Regions from separate parts of the Mus musculus genome. Here regions 1 and 2 are each linked to region 3. Evidence: chromatin contacts called from public Hi-C and HiChIP or PLAC-seq data. All regions are on one chromosome and are shown on one strand. The core of a region is the stretch at or near the end of the contact, and the rest is flanking DNA. Distances in the headings are between cores, read along the strand shown. Region 1 overlaps Phkb (phosphorylase kinase beta). Region 2 has its middle 21 kb from the start of 4921524J17Rik. Region 3 holds the start of Neto2 (neuropilin (NRP) and tolloid (TLL)-like 2).

Region 1 (4,206 bases), core at 139-2,638, 230 kb before region 3:
TCTCAGGGACAAGCTAGAAACCTAGTGTAATGGAAACTCCCAGGTACCTCTAGCTAAGACTCCTAGCAATAGGGGATATGGAGCCCGAATAGGAATTTGGACACCAACCCAGCCACAAAACCTTCAAGCTACAATTTGGTAAGATGTGCTGGGGTAAAGGTGATGCAGAAATTGTGAAAGTGGCCAACAATGACTGGTCTAGCTTGAGACCCATGCCATGAGAGGGTGTTCAACCCTGACATTGCTAGGACCCAGAGGTCAGATAGCCCAACTGTTATCAAGGAGGCTTTATCCAGCAAAGATGGAAGCAGATGCAGAGATTTATAGCCAAACATTAGGCAGAGCTCAAAGAATCCTGTGGGAGAGGGAGAAGAAGGATTGTAGACACCAGAGACATCAAGGACACCACAGGAAATCTCACAGAATCAACCAACCTGGGCTGTTATGGGTTGAGACTGAACTGACAACCAAGAAACCTGCATGAGTCTGACCTAGGCTTTCTGCATATTTATTACAGTTGTATAGCTTGGTCTTCCTGTGGGATTCCTAACAGTGGGAACAAGGGCCTTTGAGACACTTTCCTCCTACTGGGAAGGTGCATCCTCTTATTGCAACTCGGTATGCCATGTCTGGTTGATCTCCATGGGAGGCCTGCCCTTTCCTGAAGAGAATAGCAGGAAGAATAGATGGGGTGTGGAAGTGTGGAGGAGGAACTGGGAGGACAGGAAGGAGGGGAAACCGCAATCTGGATATAATATCTGAGAGAAGAATAAAATAATAATTAATAATAATAATAGAATCAAAAAGAAAGAAAGAAAAAATACCAAGCAGTTGCCTTAAACAATGAATGCCATAGGAATAACACGGTCACTAAAGGAATCTTAAACTGCTACATATCTAATATTTTACTGTTTTTTACTTTACTAAAAAACAAGGAGAACACAATATAAACAATATAAACCTTAAAAAGTAAATATCAATTTTAATTGTTTTACTTTTCATTCATCCTTAATCTCAAACACCAGAATTACTGATGAAGCAAGGTGAGGATTTGGTCGAACATAAGAGTCTATTTATAAGTTAATGCTCAGAAAACTTTTCCCCAAGGTTAGGCCTTAGGATTCAACGGATACTTTATAAGTAAAACTTGAATCTTCACCAAAATGAAGAAGTTATAGGTTTAAATGCAACCCCAGAGGCAATGTGAAATTAGCTGGATGTGTAACTGGGAGTTGAGAACTGCCGTGGCTATAAATAGATACTGAAGTGCTCTTTGAGCATTTAATACAGGCCTTGGAGAATGATCAGCAGAGAGAGAGAGAGAGAAAGAACATAGTCTAGTATCACCCTAGTTGTCCCAGGAGATGCTGAAAGAACTGCTCAGACCTAAAAAAAGCCAAATCAGTGAAAAAGCACAGGGAACTAGCCTGGGCCCAGCCAACAGTTACTTAGGCAACACTTGAAGAGAAGTGGTGAATTTGGAGTGATTAATAGAGCCTTCTGCGGAAGCCCGGAAAGGGTGAGGCTGTGCTTAGACTAAAACAACAACAATCTGGGCTTTATCTAAAAAATATTAAGTGAGTTTAGCCTATAGAGGAGTTGAATGTCAAGATGTGAACAAAAATAACCTCGGAGCCACAGTCTAGTGGGGTTTATTTTTCACCCTGATGTTCTTAACCTGGAATCTAGTTCTGACTCTATCATTAAGTTAAGAGGGAAAAATCATACACCCCTCCAAGTTTGTTTCCCTCTGTAAAGGAACTGATGCTTCTAGGTGATTTAAATATATACTCTATAGCTCTTCAGTACCACAGACTGCAACTGTTAAAGGACTGGCCAAGAGTAGATGTCAAAGAGTAGGACTGTAGTTTCTGAACACCAGAAAGGTGTGTTTTTGTGGTTCAGGGATAGCAGTCTTCCTGCATACAAAGTACAACTTAGAGGAGTGTTACCCAGTGTGCCAACAGAAAGGAGAGCCAAAGTTCTAAGGCAACAGTCATAGGCTCCATCCCCAATCCTTCTGCTATAGCAACTGGAAAGCACAGACATAGAGGGAATGGCAAAGAGTCAAAAAAAGAAGGAAAGTATAAATACTTACCACATGGATTACAGAAAGATAGATCCCTGACTCAAGAGAATCGCAGTGACCAGGAGTTGACAGCAATGTTTTTTGGGTTTTTTTTTAGAGAGGCCCTCCCTCCCACAAGCCTGAACCTTGCCAAGTCTACCAGGTCTGACGAGCAAGCCCCAAGGATGTACACACCTTTGCCTCCCCAGTGTACCACCATATCCTACACTTTAACATGAGAGGCAGTTATCAAAACAGGTTCAAATAATTCTAAGGCAAATGAGCAATCTCCCCAAACCCAGCAAGAGATCTTCTTACTGAAACCCTATCTAGAAAAGCTAAGGATGTGATCTCAATGGGAGTCAGATAAATGGTTAAATCATCAGGTAGGACTTAAGTAGTTGTGGTGGGTTGAATGAGAATGGCTCCCATGGGCTTAAATGTTTGAATGCTTAGTCATCAAAGAATGATAATGTTTGGGAAAGCTTATGAGTTGTGGCCTTGGAGGATTTATGTCCTTGGGGTTGGCCTTTGAAGTTTCAAAAGCCTAAGCCAGGGCCCTCTCCCCCACTCCACCCTGTTGCCTGAGGATCAGGAATTTAAAGTTCTCAGCTACTGCTCCAGAGCCATGCTTCCCACCAAAATAATGGATTAAAGCTCTGAAACTGAATGCAAGTTCCAATTAAATGCTTTCCTTTATGAGGGTTTCCTTGGTCATAGTGTCTTCACAGCAATAGAACAGTGACCAAGACACTAGTATTTTTTTTTTTACAGTGATATAAAAGAAACAGCAATTCAGTAGAAAACATACTTAAAATTTTTATCTTTTCTCAGGCTAGAAATATGTGGTACAATTAGATTCTTGTGGTACTAAACAGCTCCCAGTCAGCAACGTCATTTTATGAGAATAAACAGCTGATAATCCACAAAGTACTACAATGCAAAACTATGACATTCAGTAGGGTAAGTATATTAAACACATTTTCTCCTTATGGTCTGTTCGATCTACGATACTTTTATCCAGAAGCATCCAGAAACAGAACACCTGAATTCAATTCAAAGCAATCTAAAATTATGAGAAAAGCTTGCAGATATAGAAAGGCTGGTACACTAGGTGGGAGTGAACAGATATAAGCAGGCTCACATAATCTGGAGGTATCCTAATTCAGAAATCAATGAAGGGTCACGACTTGACTGCTAGCTGGAATTAGCTCTATATTTTACTACATAGGACAGAAGATACTGGTTGCCTGCCACTAACAACATCACTGGGTCCACGAACACCATGAGATACAGTTGCCTTACTATTTCAAAATGTATTCTTTCAGCATGAGAGATGATACACCAAACACAGGCATATGTGAATAATAATTCGGGATCACTGTAGAGGTGGAGGGTGTATAAGAAAAAATAAAATTCTCTGGGCAGATTATAAATTCTTATACAATGAACAATAAGGTTAATGTTAATATATATATAACCTATCATATAACCTCAAATGGCAAACTTCATTACTTATCCAGTTGAATAAAACTGGCTGACTACAGTTAAATTTAATTTTTATGGCAAGGATAGCAGAGAGCATCACATGATAATTTTTTAATACTTAAATTAAAGTCTGGCATCTGAGTTACAAGAAGAGCAGTTGAAGTTTCTATGTGTTCATGAGTGATATCTTAAGATGTCCACTTTTAATAGGGATTTTCACCTGGAGTTCTTTCCAAGTTTAAGATAGTCTTTGTGTATGGAAAGAGTTTAGTTCTAATATTTCAGGATGAAAATAATACAGAGAAATCAGACTGGCATATTCTTAAGTGGTTACTAAAAAGCACAGAAGGGACGAATATACTAAAAGGAAAAATGATAACTAACACTACCTAAGCAGATCCATCTTCTCCCATAGGATTCAACTGCTCTCTGGATGTTGGAGACTTAATTTAGAGGCTGGCCAAAAGAAAACGTATTACAATGTTTAGTATTCATCAGATTTGATGTCTAAATGGAGCTTTTCCACAACATTCCTCTACTTACCCAAGTTCAATGACTGCTATTATTCTGCTGTACATGTAATAATGTTCCATGTGAATAAATATCTATAGAGAATGCTCTGTAATAATACCAGCCTTTTGGGGTTAACC
Region 2 (4,303 bases), core at 1,367-3,866, 250 kb after region 3:
AGGGAAGGAACAAAATTACATTCCTCATAGCACGAGAGGGGTTTATTCAGCTCTAAGCCCTCCTCCAGCTTGACCTCGTGGCTGGTCAGATCCTCTTTTTCCTGGCTTTGATGTCAAGCCTCAGTCAGCTCAATTTACATCCTTCTAAACCTTATTCCTTTCCTAGGCAGGGACATCCCATCTAGATTTCAGGCCAATCGGAAGTTTTTTGAGACTTCAGAAGAGGTTCTCATTCCTTCTTAGTCTCCAGGAACAGTCACTACTGAAGCTCTGAGCCACCATGGAAAAACTTGGACCATCTTACTGAAGACATGTGAACAGGCTCTAAGTACTAAAGAGAGAGATGGGCTCAGCTGTCCTGTGCTCCACCATCCCTGCCAAGCCACCAGGCATGGAAATGCAGTCTGCCTGGAACTGCCAGTCTACCCCACCTTCTTGATAAATACTAAGTGATCCCCACACAGCTAAGTCTTTCCTGAGCCACAAAACTGAAATCTAACTAAATAATTGGTGTTTAAGGCATTACATTTGTTTCCATAAAACAACATGTAAATAATAGGAACACGGGTCTATGTAGGATAACATTTTGTTGAACATGCTTGAGTTCTGGAACAAAATCCCAGTATATTTACAAGACAAAAATACCAGTTCAGAGCCAGGCATGGAAATGTACACCTGTAATCACAGTACTTGGGAGGCTAAGGTAGAAAGATTGAGAGTTCCTGACCAGCTTGGAGTATAGGCAAGACCCTACTTCAAAAACAAACAGCACAACAACAAAAAAGTAAATAAAGAAAATAAAACCCCCAAGCAAAACAAAAAACAGTTTAGAGAATTTTGTTTAGGGTTGGTGACCACAAAGTGCTCCATAGATGTGCTCCCAAAGAGACAAACTTAACAGTGAAAACAAAGAAACAGACAAGCCGGGTGGTGGTGGCACGCATGCCTTTAACTTGGGAGGCAGAGGCAGGCTGATTTCTGAGTTCGAGGCCAGCCTGGTCTACAAAGTGAGTTCCAGGACAGCCAGAGCTATTCAGAGAAACCCTGTCACGAAAAACCAAAAAAAAAAAAAAAAAAAAAAAAAAAAAAAAAAAAAAAGCCAGACAAAATGACAAGAGACACTGTTTAAGATAGCTGGGACTGGCGCTAAGATCCCGCAGCAGGCAAAGAAGCATTTATTTATTCAACAAGTCTATAAAAACCCATTAAGAACAAAAGCCTATGGCCAAGCTCGGGTCCGTTCCTGCTTCCCTCCAGCTCACCTGGGCCGGGGCACCACTCCAGGCTGCGATGGCAAAGAAGGCAGGGCTTCCTCTGTTGTCTCCTGAAGGAGGGCTGCTGTGAGTCACGTGGGGAAGCAGACACCAGCTACCCCTGTAGCACATACTCTGGCTCCCAGTGAGTGAACCTGGCCAAGGAGTCTGGGGCTCTGCTTCTCTCCCCAGCCCCTGTCAGGAGAGCTGTAAATCATATCTAGACAGTATTGCCTAATCGGGGGTTACTTAGAAGGAAGCTGATACCCTGGATCGGAAGGAAGTTATGGATGGTTGTAAGCCACCATGTGGGTGCTAGCACCTGAACTCAGGTCCTCGCAAGAGCAACTCCTGCCCCTAACTGATGACCCATCTCTCCAGTTCTTGGGGACGGGGTGGGGGTGGAGGGAGGTGTCAAATTTTTCTTTCTTTGCATGGCTTTATGTAGTTGTCCTGTCAGAATTCATTGAGTGATCTATTCTTTGCCTATGAATGGTCTTGAGTTATTTGTCAAACATCACCTGACTCTACGTGTGAACAGCTGTTCACATACATTATTCTATTATTCTACATTATTCACATACTCTATTTCACCGACTCTTCACCTCTCTTTGTCTCACTGCTATGCTATCTTGCTTATCATGGTTTTCTACTAAGTTTTAAATCCAGTGTGAACATTCCTTTTGTTTTTAACAGTAAAAAAATATTTACTTCTGTATGAGTGTTTTATCTACATATGTGTGTGTGCATCACACATGTACCTGTATGAGTGTTTTGTCTACATATGTGTGTGTGCGTCACACATGTACCTGTAAGAGTGTTTTGTCTACATATGTGTGTGTGCATCACACATGTACCTGTATGAGTGTTTTGTCTACATATGTGTGTGTGTGTCACATATGTACCTGGTTCCCTAGGAGGCAGAGGAGGTGGTTGGGGTCCCTGGAACTGGAGTTACAAAGAGCTGTGAGCTGCTGGGGTGGTGGGGGGAAGGGGCAGGGGAGAGACAGGGGAGGGGGAGGTTTTCTGAGAACTGTATCCATGTCTTAACTCTGAGCCATCTTTCCAGTCCTGAATCTTTTTAAGATTAGTGAAACTTTTCCTTTTCAGAACTGGTCACCTACTGTAACCAGACAGGACTTCCTGTGAAGAGAGAGGGGCATCAACCCACCCACAAAACCTTCAACCCAAAATGTGTTCTGCCTACAAGATACACAGGGATAAAGATGGAGCAGAGATTGAGGGGACGGCCAACCAGTGACTGCCTAACTCGAGACCCATCCCATGGGAGAGAGCCAACCCCTGCCACTATTGACACTCGGCTATGCTTGCAGACAGTGTGACTCCTTGACAACAGTGTGCCTCGTTATGGTTTTATGAAACCAGTTAACAGTCTTCCTCCAAGGTCTCTGCTTCAGTCCCTGCCTCCAGGAAATGCCCTGCTTGTGTTTCTGCTCTGACTTCCCCCAGTGATGGAATGTTACCATGGAAGATAAAATAAATCTTTCCCACATCAAGCTGCTTTTGGGCATGTTTTATCACAGCAACAGAAACCTAAGTCTCATTGAAGAGGCTCTAGCCAGCCTGAGCTAATTAACATGCCCAATTAAAATTCAACAGCTCATTCCAACATAAGGTTTCCCCTTTCACCCTTATAAACTACCATTTGCCTGTGGGCCATGTCTGTCTCCTCTCTATTCAGAGGTAGTCTCTTATTCCCCTAGGACAGATATCCCTCCCCTTTCCTTTGTTCCCTTCCCCTTTTCCCTCAACCTCCTTCTTCTTCTAACTCTGTCTCTTATTATTCCGGCCCTCTGTCTCTCTGGGTTATGCTAAGAACTTGGTTTTGGGGCACGCTGTGCCTATACCAGTCCTTTCACGCATGGTCTGGCCTCAGTACCCCTCCATGATGGTTACCATTGGCCAGAGTGTGACACAGTTGACTTCTAGATTCCTTTTTTTTTTTTTTAAAGATTTATTTATTGTTATATGTAAGTACACTGTAGCTGTCTTCAGACACACCAGAAGAGGGCATCAGATCTCATTGCGGATGGTTGTGAGCCACCATGTGGTTGCTGGGACTTGAACTCAGGACCTTTGAAAGAGCAGTCAGTGCTCTTACCTGCTGAGCCATCTCACCAGCCCCTGACTTCTAGATTCCAAAGGACCTTACATTAAGGCAGTGGAACGGAACCTGAGGCTCTTGCATTCGACCCTTTCTCTTACTGCTTCGGTTACATCACTTTTCATTTCAGGCTCCAGTTCTTCATAAAAACACTCCCCAATTGTTTCCTAGATCTAATCCCACTCCTGATTTGCTGTGGTCATCTCTCTCTCTCTCTCTCTCTCTCTCTCTCTCTCTCTCTCTCACACACACACACACGCACACGCACACGCACACGCACACGCACACACACACACTTGTCACCACACATGTCTCACACACACAAACGCTGCTTTCTCTCATAAGTGTATGCTGCCTTTCCGCAACTAAAGATCAGCCTCTCCGGGGGTGGGGCTGGGGACCCGAGTGGGGGCGGGAGCGGGGGCGGGGCGGGGGCGCTGTCTCTGTCTGCCTGCTGGCGAGGACAGCTGCCAGAGCTTCAGGCTTTCCTTCTCAGCAAACCTGCTAAGCAAACCCTCTGCTCCTGTAGATCCTGAGGCTTCTGGCTGCTGCTTTGCTCCCTCTGAGCGTTCTTGCCACATCCTGCTGCTCTTTCCTGCTCCCCAGGCTTTTTCTTAAAAAAAAAAAAAAAAAAAAAAAAAAAAAAAGCAGTCAAGAGGCCATCCCCTTGCTTGGGCACCTGGTCCAGACCTGCCTCCAAGGATCTCCAGGAGAAACCACTGTACCTGGAGTTTAACTTTTAGATCAAAGCAAGTACTAAATTCTCAGCCCCTGGAAAACAGAAAGGCTACTCCCACCTTGGCTGTCTTTACTGCTCTTAGTGCTGAGCTCAACACCATTACTTTTTGGGGGGTGGGGGGAGGGGCCGTGAGACTGGATTTATCTGGACATTAAAGGCTATGCTCACAACCAAAAAATATAAGAA
Region 3 (4,519 bases), core at 1,484-3,983:
TCAGGAATAATCCTGTGAGAATCTGCAGAGACTGTGTATATGTCTAAGACTGGCGGTGATACTAGAGAAACAAGAGTCCTCAGGTAATGTGACTGGCTGCTTGCTACTGGGTGTTCTCAGAAAATAATAATTCAGCTCAGAGAAGGCAGGCAAAGTGCTCTCCTTCTGACTTAGCTAACATATGCAACAAGGTGGTCTCTGCTATGCTCTGGGCTTTACTACCTTCCTTGAAATTTTCACTACAATACATCTAAAAGACAGCTGTCTGAAGGCACAGAGAGAGGAGCACCAAATCAGCGTTCTCAACTGAAGTCTACTCCCAAGGCGAGACAGCAGTCTGAGATTCCATCAACATGATGCTATCAGCATACACTACAAAGCTTAGCGAGTACCAAGCATCCACCTTATGAATTACCATGGTTTCTCTAACCTATCCCCTCAGCCACCAGATTGATCTTCACAGGACTCCATGACTCCACTAAAAAAAATGATTGCCCTGGACTAAGAACCAAACTACAACCTCCATGCCTGACATTCAAACAAGTCCAGTCAACCCTCCGAATCCTGACCTCTCAGCATCCAAAGGTTCAACCAGTACTGGAACAAGCAACCTTCTCTAAGTGTCTGTATGGAATACGTGCAGATCTTCCTCCTACTGTTATCCCCCAACCAAATACTGTATAATCACTGTGCTCAGTATTGTAGTTAATCTAGAGGTGATTGAAAGCCTGAAGGAGGATATGCGTAGCTTACATGCTCACGGTTTCCTATTGTAGTGGCTATTTCTGGTTGTCAACTTGACAATATTTGGAATGAACTACTATCCGGAATTGGAAGGCTCACCAGTGACCCTTATCTGGAGGCTTGGAGATCCTTATCTGGATCTTGGTTTGAAGATCTTGAGCCATAGTGGCTATGGATTCCAGAAGATTGAATCTCCGTGTTTAAGGAACACACCTTTAATCTGGGCTACGCCTTTCATCTGGGATTAAAGGTGTGGCGGAACACACCTTTAATCTGGGCTACACCTTCTGCTGGAGACAATATAAGGACATTGGAAGAAGGGAGTCTTGCTCTTGCTCCTGCTCCTTCGCCTGCTTGCTACGTGAGACTGAGTAACTGCTAGATCCTTGGACTTCCATTCACAGCTGCGACTGAACAATTGTTGGGAATTGAGCTGCCGACTGTAAGTCATCAATAAATTCCTTTATTATCTAGAGACTATCCATACGTTCTGTGACTCTAGAGAACCCTGACTAATACACCTATGAAGACCTTGACATGTGTCAGGAGGATTAAGAGACAGACATCCTAAAACCAATGGAGAGATGAGTGCATCTCCACATTCAAAGTCCACATTCTCTTTAATCTTTAGTTTCTGATGACACTTGTCCCAAATTCCCTGCTCACACTTGCATCTTACCTGACACTTGACAATCATGACTACACCCCTCCTCTTCACTTGCCATCCAAACATTTTCCATCTTCTTTCTCCCCTTTTTCATGGAGCGTTCTCTGATGACATCATACAGGCTGTTTTTTGTTTTTTGGGTTTTTTTTCTTTTCCTCCATCAACAACTATGCATTGTTGATCCAGAAACTCAAAGGGCTTCCCAGTTTCTTTATCCACTCTTGCCCAGGACTTAAACTGAATTATTAACTGCTGTCCCCATTTATCATTATTTTATTTGTGGAAAAGGTTCTAAAATGCCTTATTCACTGGTTCCTGGGTGCAATTTTAATTTAACTGCAGGTGATCACCTTATAAGCCCCAAATCACACATCTTTCATAACCACTGAAGCACACAGCAAAGGGCTAAACAACTTTATGCTAATAGGTGTTAATTGGTTTTATTTATAAACTTGTTAATTGCTTATACTTCTGTGACTTTCTTAGAGCGATCCAAGAAAAGAAAGAATGTGACACCCTTGGAATATTTTGTTCAGTTGCTGGACGTTCTAATTAGCCATAATTTGCTAGATAAACATTTATATATCAGATCAATTACGGTAGGGACTTAATATTGGTAGGCCCCCCAATACCAGTCATTGTTATATGCACATAACTCAAACCAATAAATGACTGTAGCCCGCCTGCATTCAAGTCATTTCTATTTCAGTAGGATGAAGCAGCTCTGCCAGCAAGACAATTTCAATGCACAAGAGCTGGAGGAAGACGAGATCATGCACAAACTATCCAAGGCACATATAATTCCTTTCCGGTGGCGCTCAGCGGTCCGTCTGTACGGCTGTGGTTAGGGGTGGCCTTGGGGAGACCCAGTCTGCATTCAGTCGCGCCTGTCTCTGCAGCTAGAACAAAGTTTCACTTTTCTGGCTGGCGTGGAGCTTTCAGCCCACTGTGGCGAGGACTGGGAGTGAGGATTCCTCAAGCAGCGCTGTGCCTGGCAACTGTTGGAGAAGGTTCAGTAGGTGCAACAACCCTTACTGCTGGCCGGGGGAACTCACCCGGGCACCTCCAGGGCCCCCGCGGGGGTCTCCCTTCCACCGAGATCAGCAAGGCTGAGCAGACGTTTTCAAGCACCTGAGCTTGAGGTCCTCCGAGAGGGGATGGAAAAATCGGACCTGGGGAGCTCAAGGCTTCGAGAAGACACCGGCAGGGAGGGGTGGGCCGCGCGCGAGGCCCGGGAAGCGAGTGGCGGGCGGGGCACGCGGGAGGGCGGGGCTGCGCGTGCGCAGTGGCCCCGCGGCCGGCACGCGGCGCTGCGCTCGCTGCTTAAATGAGCCGGGGCTCCCGGCGCGCGCCACTTCAAGGGAGCCCGCCGCGGGAGCGTCCGCCGCTGGCTTTCCTCAGCCCGCCGAGAGGCGGCGGCCGTCGGGGACCCGGCACGGCGGGCCGAGGCGCTGCGCCCGCTGCTAGGAAGCGGCGGCGGCCGGCGATGGGGACGGAGCGAAGCTACCCCGCCGGGCCGTGACCACCGCGCCGCCGCCTCGGGCGCTCTCGGAGCGCCGACGCTGAGGAACATGGCCCTGGAGCAGCTCTGCGCGGTCCTCAAAGGTAAGCGCGGGTGCGGGCAGCGCCCCCTTGCGGGCCAGGCCGCGCTCCGCTCCGCTCCGCCGCCGCCTTCGCGCCCTTTGTCTGGGCCAGGCCGCCCGCCGCCGCTGCGAGCTCGCTCCGGGGGACGCCGGCGACTCCGCGCCTTGCAAAGTGTGCGAAGCGAAGGCCGGTGGCCCCAGGTTGCCACCGCAGAAAGTGGTAGCACACAAACCACGAAAGCCCCAACTCCGACGCGCCGCAGCGGTTTCGGAGAAGCCCCCAATGTCCGCGCCTCCCGCGGGTCCCACCTGCTGCGGCCGGGAGGCTGCGGCACCACTGCGGGCTCGGGGCTGCGCGGCGGCCCTGCATGCCCCCCGCGCCCCGCGCCCCGCGCTGCCTTCCCGGGATCGCCGAGTCCCGCTGCCTCATGAGTCCTGTGCGGAGGATGCACGGGTCGGCAGCGGCCGGCGAGCTGACAGCATCGAGCTCCTAAAGCCACTGAGAGGCTGCCTCTCCGCGGAGGTGCTGTTTCAGATAAATATTTCTAGATGGTTTACATTGAGAGGCAAAGTTTATTCCAGAACTCGTCCTGGATTGATCCTTTCATAAATCTCAAGAAAAAGCACCGCCTTTCAGCAAATGACTTCCTTTTCCCCAAATGATTTAATTGCAAATGAATAATATCTGAATGGGTTTTTTTTTTTAAATCCTCTTATATTAAGAGAGAAAGTATGACAGTGTTAAAATACTGGCGCTTACATTTTTAGCACTGAATCCTGATATTTGCACAATTACACATTTTGGTGTTTTCCTGGTACGTGTTAACACCTTATTTTCAAATTTGTTTTGTTAGAAAGTTCAGTGGAACTTTTTGTTGTTCTTGAACTAACAACGTTTTAGACAAACTTCATAATTGGACAAATATTCATAAATTACTAATTGACGTTACAGCCATTTAATTTAAATATTTACCTACCTAACTATATGCATATCAATACTTTTATGTTCAGACTGTGCCAAGATAACCACTAACCTTCTAGCCAGTGAATATTTATTTCAGTTAATCCATAAATTCTTAATAATTTTATTATATAAAAACAAATAAAAAATTCTGTAGCTGCTTTAACTCCTGATTATGTAGTTATTTCCTTGGAAATTAACATTTTGTTTCACTCTTTAATAATAAATGAACCACATGCACAAATGGATTTCTGCTGCTTTAGAGGAATTCTCTTCATTCTAATTGTGAACCCACCATAGTAGGGTTGCCAGCATCATAATGACACGACTATATGAGAGTAGCCTCCCGCAACACTCAGTTGGATCTGTTACACAGCTTTACCTGCAGAACTCAAGGAAACTGAATTGGATAGGGCAATCTCCAGAGGTACTCAAGGAATTGCAGCTCCGCTGCCTGTGCCTTTTCAGTGGGTACACACTGCCCTCTCTGGCCAGTGTGGATTATTGCGCCTATCCAGAAACTCCGTGCTGATGACTGAGCTCCAGTGAAAACAGTGTAGTATC

The links. A called contact is a pair of places that touch in the nucleus more often than the background predicts. HiChIP or PLAC-seq counts read pairs in DNA pulled down with a chosen protein or histone mark.
Region 1: a contact with region 3 is called in an H3K4me3 HiChIP or PLAC-seq map of neural progenitor cells, with 7 times the contacts expected there. The contact joins the enhancer-like site here to the promoter of Neto2 in region 3. A contact is called at or near these places in 14 of 39 promoter capture datasets (the 3T3-L1 cell line, the C10 cell line, the HPC-7 cell line and 8 more), 4 of 115 datasets of contacts at active chromatin or transcription factors (astrocytes, embryonic forebrain, neural progenitor cells and 1 more) and 4 of 9 other capture datasets (adipose tissue, embryonic stem cells, liver and 1 more).
Region 2: a Hi-C map of cerebral cortex shows a contact between it and region 3, with 5 times the contacts expected there. The contact joins the enhancer-like site here to the promoter of Neto2 in region 3. A contact is called at or near these places in 14 of 39 promoter capture datasets (the 3T3-L1 cell line, 3T3-L1-derived adipocytes, the HPC-7 cell line and 8 more), 3 of 15 datasets of contacts at CTCF or cohesin (embryonic stem cells, large pre-B cells and stem cell-derived epiblast-like cells), 8 of 484 Hi-C or Micro-C datasets (the HPC-7 cell line, cerebral cortex, cortical neurons and 3 more), 5 of 115 datasets of contacts at active chromatin or transcription factors (bone marrow-derived macrophages, embryonic stem cells, neural progenitor cells and 1 more) and 2 of 9 other capture datasets (adipose tissue and embryonic stem cells).

What each region holds. Positions count from the first base shown.
Region 1 is chr8:85,923,528-85,927,733 of GRCm38.p6, reverse strand. The region is part of intron 8 of Phkb (phosphorylase kinase beta); the gene reads right to left. Among named protein-coding and RNA genes, the nearest start is that of Phkb, 85 kb to the right of the region's middle. Within about 2 kb of position 1,388, at least 43 of the 459 cell types and tissues checked have an H3K27ac peak or open chromatin away from gene starts, as enhancers often do. A contact at or near this core is called in adipose tissue, astrocytes, neural progenitor cells and 1 more, where this site is marked.
Region 2 is chr8:85,452,069-85,456,371 of GRCm38.p6, reverse strand. No RefSeq gene overlaps it. Among named protein-coding and RNA genes, the nearest start is that of 4921524J17Rik, 21 kb to the right of the region's middle. Within about 2 kb of position 2,616, at least 35 of the 459 cell types and tissues checked have an H3K27ac peak or open chromatin away from gene starts, as enhancers often do. A contact at or near this core is called in cerebral cortex, cortical neurons, neural progenitor cells and 1 more, where this site is marked.
Region 3 is chr8:85,699,138-85,703,656 of GRCm38.p6, reverse strand. It overlaps Neto2 (neuropilin (NRP) and tolloid (TLL)-like 2), which reads left to right and starts at 2,733. Exons shown (of 9, transcript NM_001357288.1): 1 at 2,733-3,016. The coding sequence starts at 2,983. Mir8109 (microRNA 8109) reads right to left here and starts at 2,752; the gene lies at 2,636-2,752.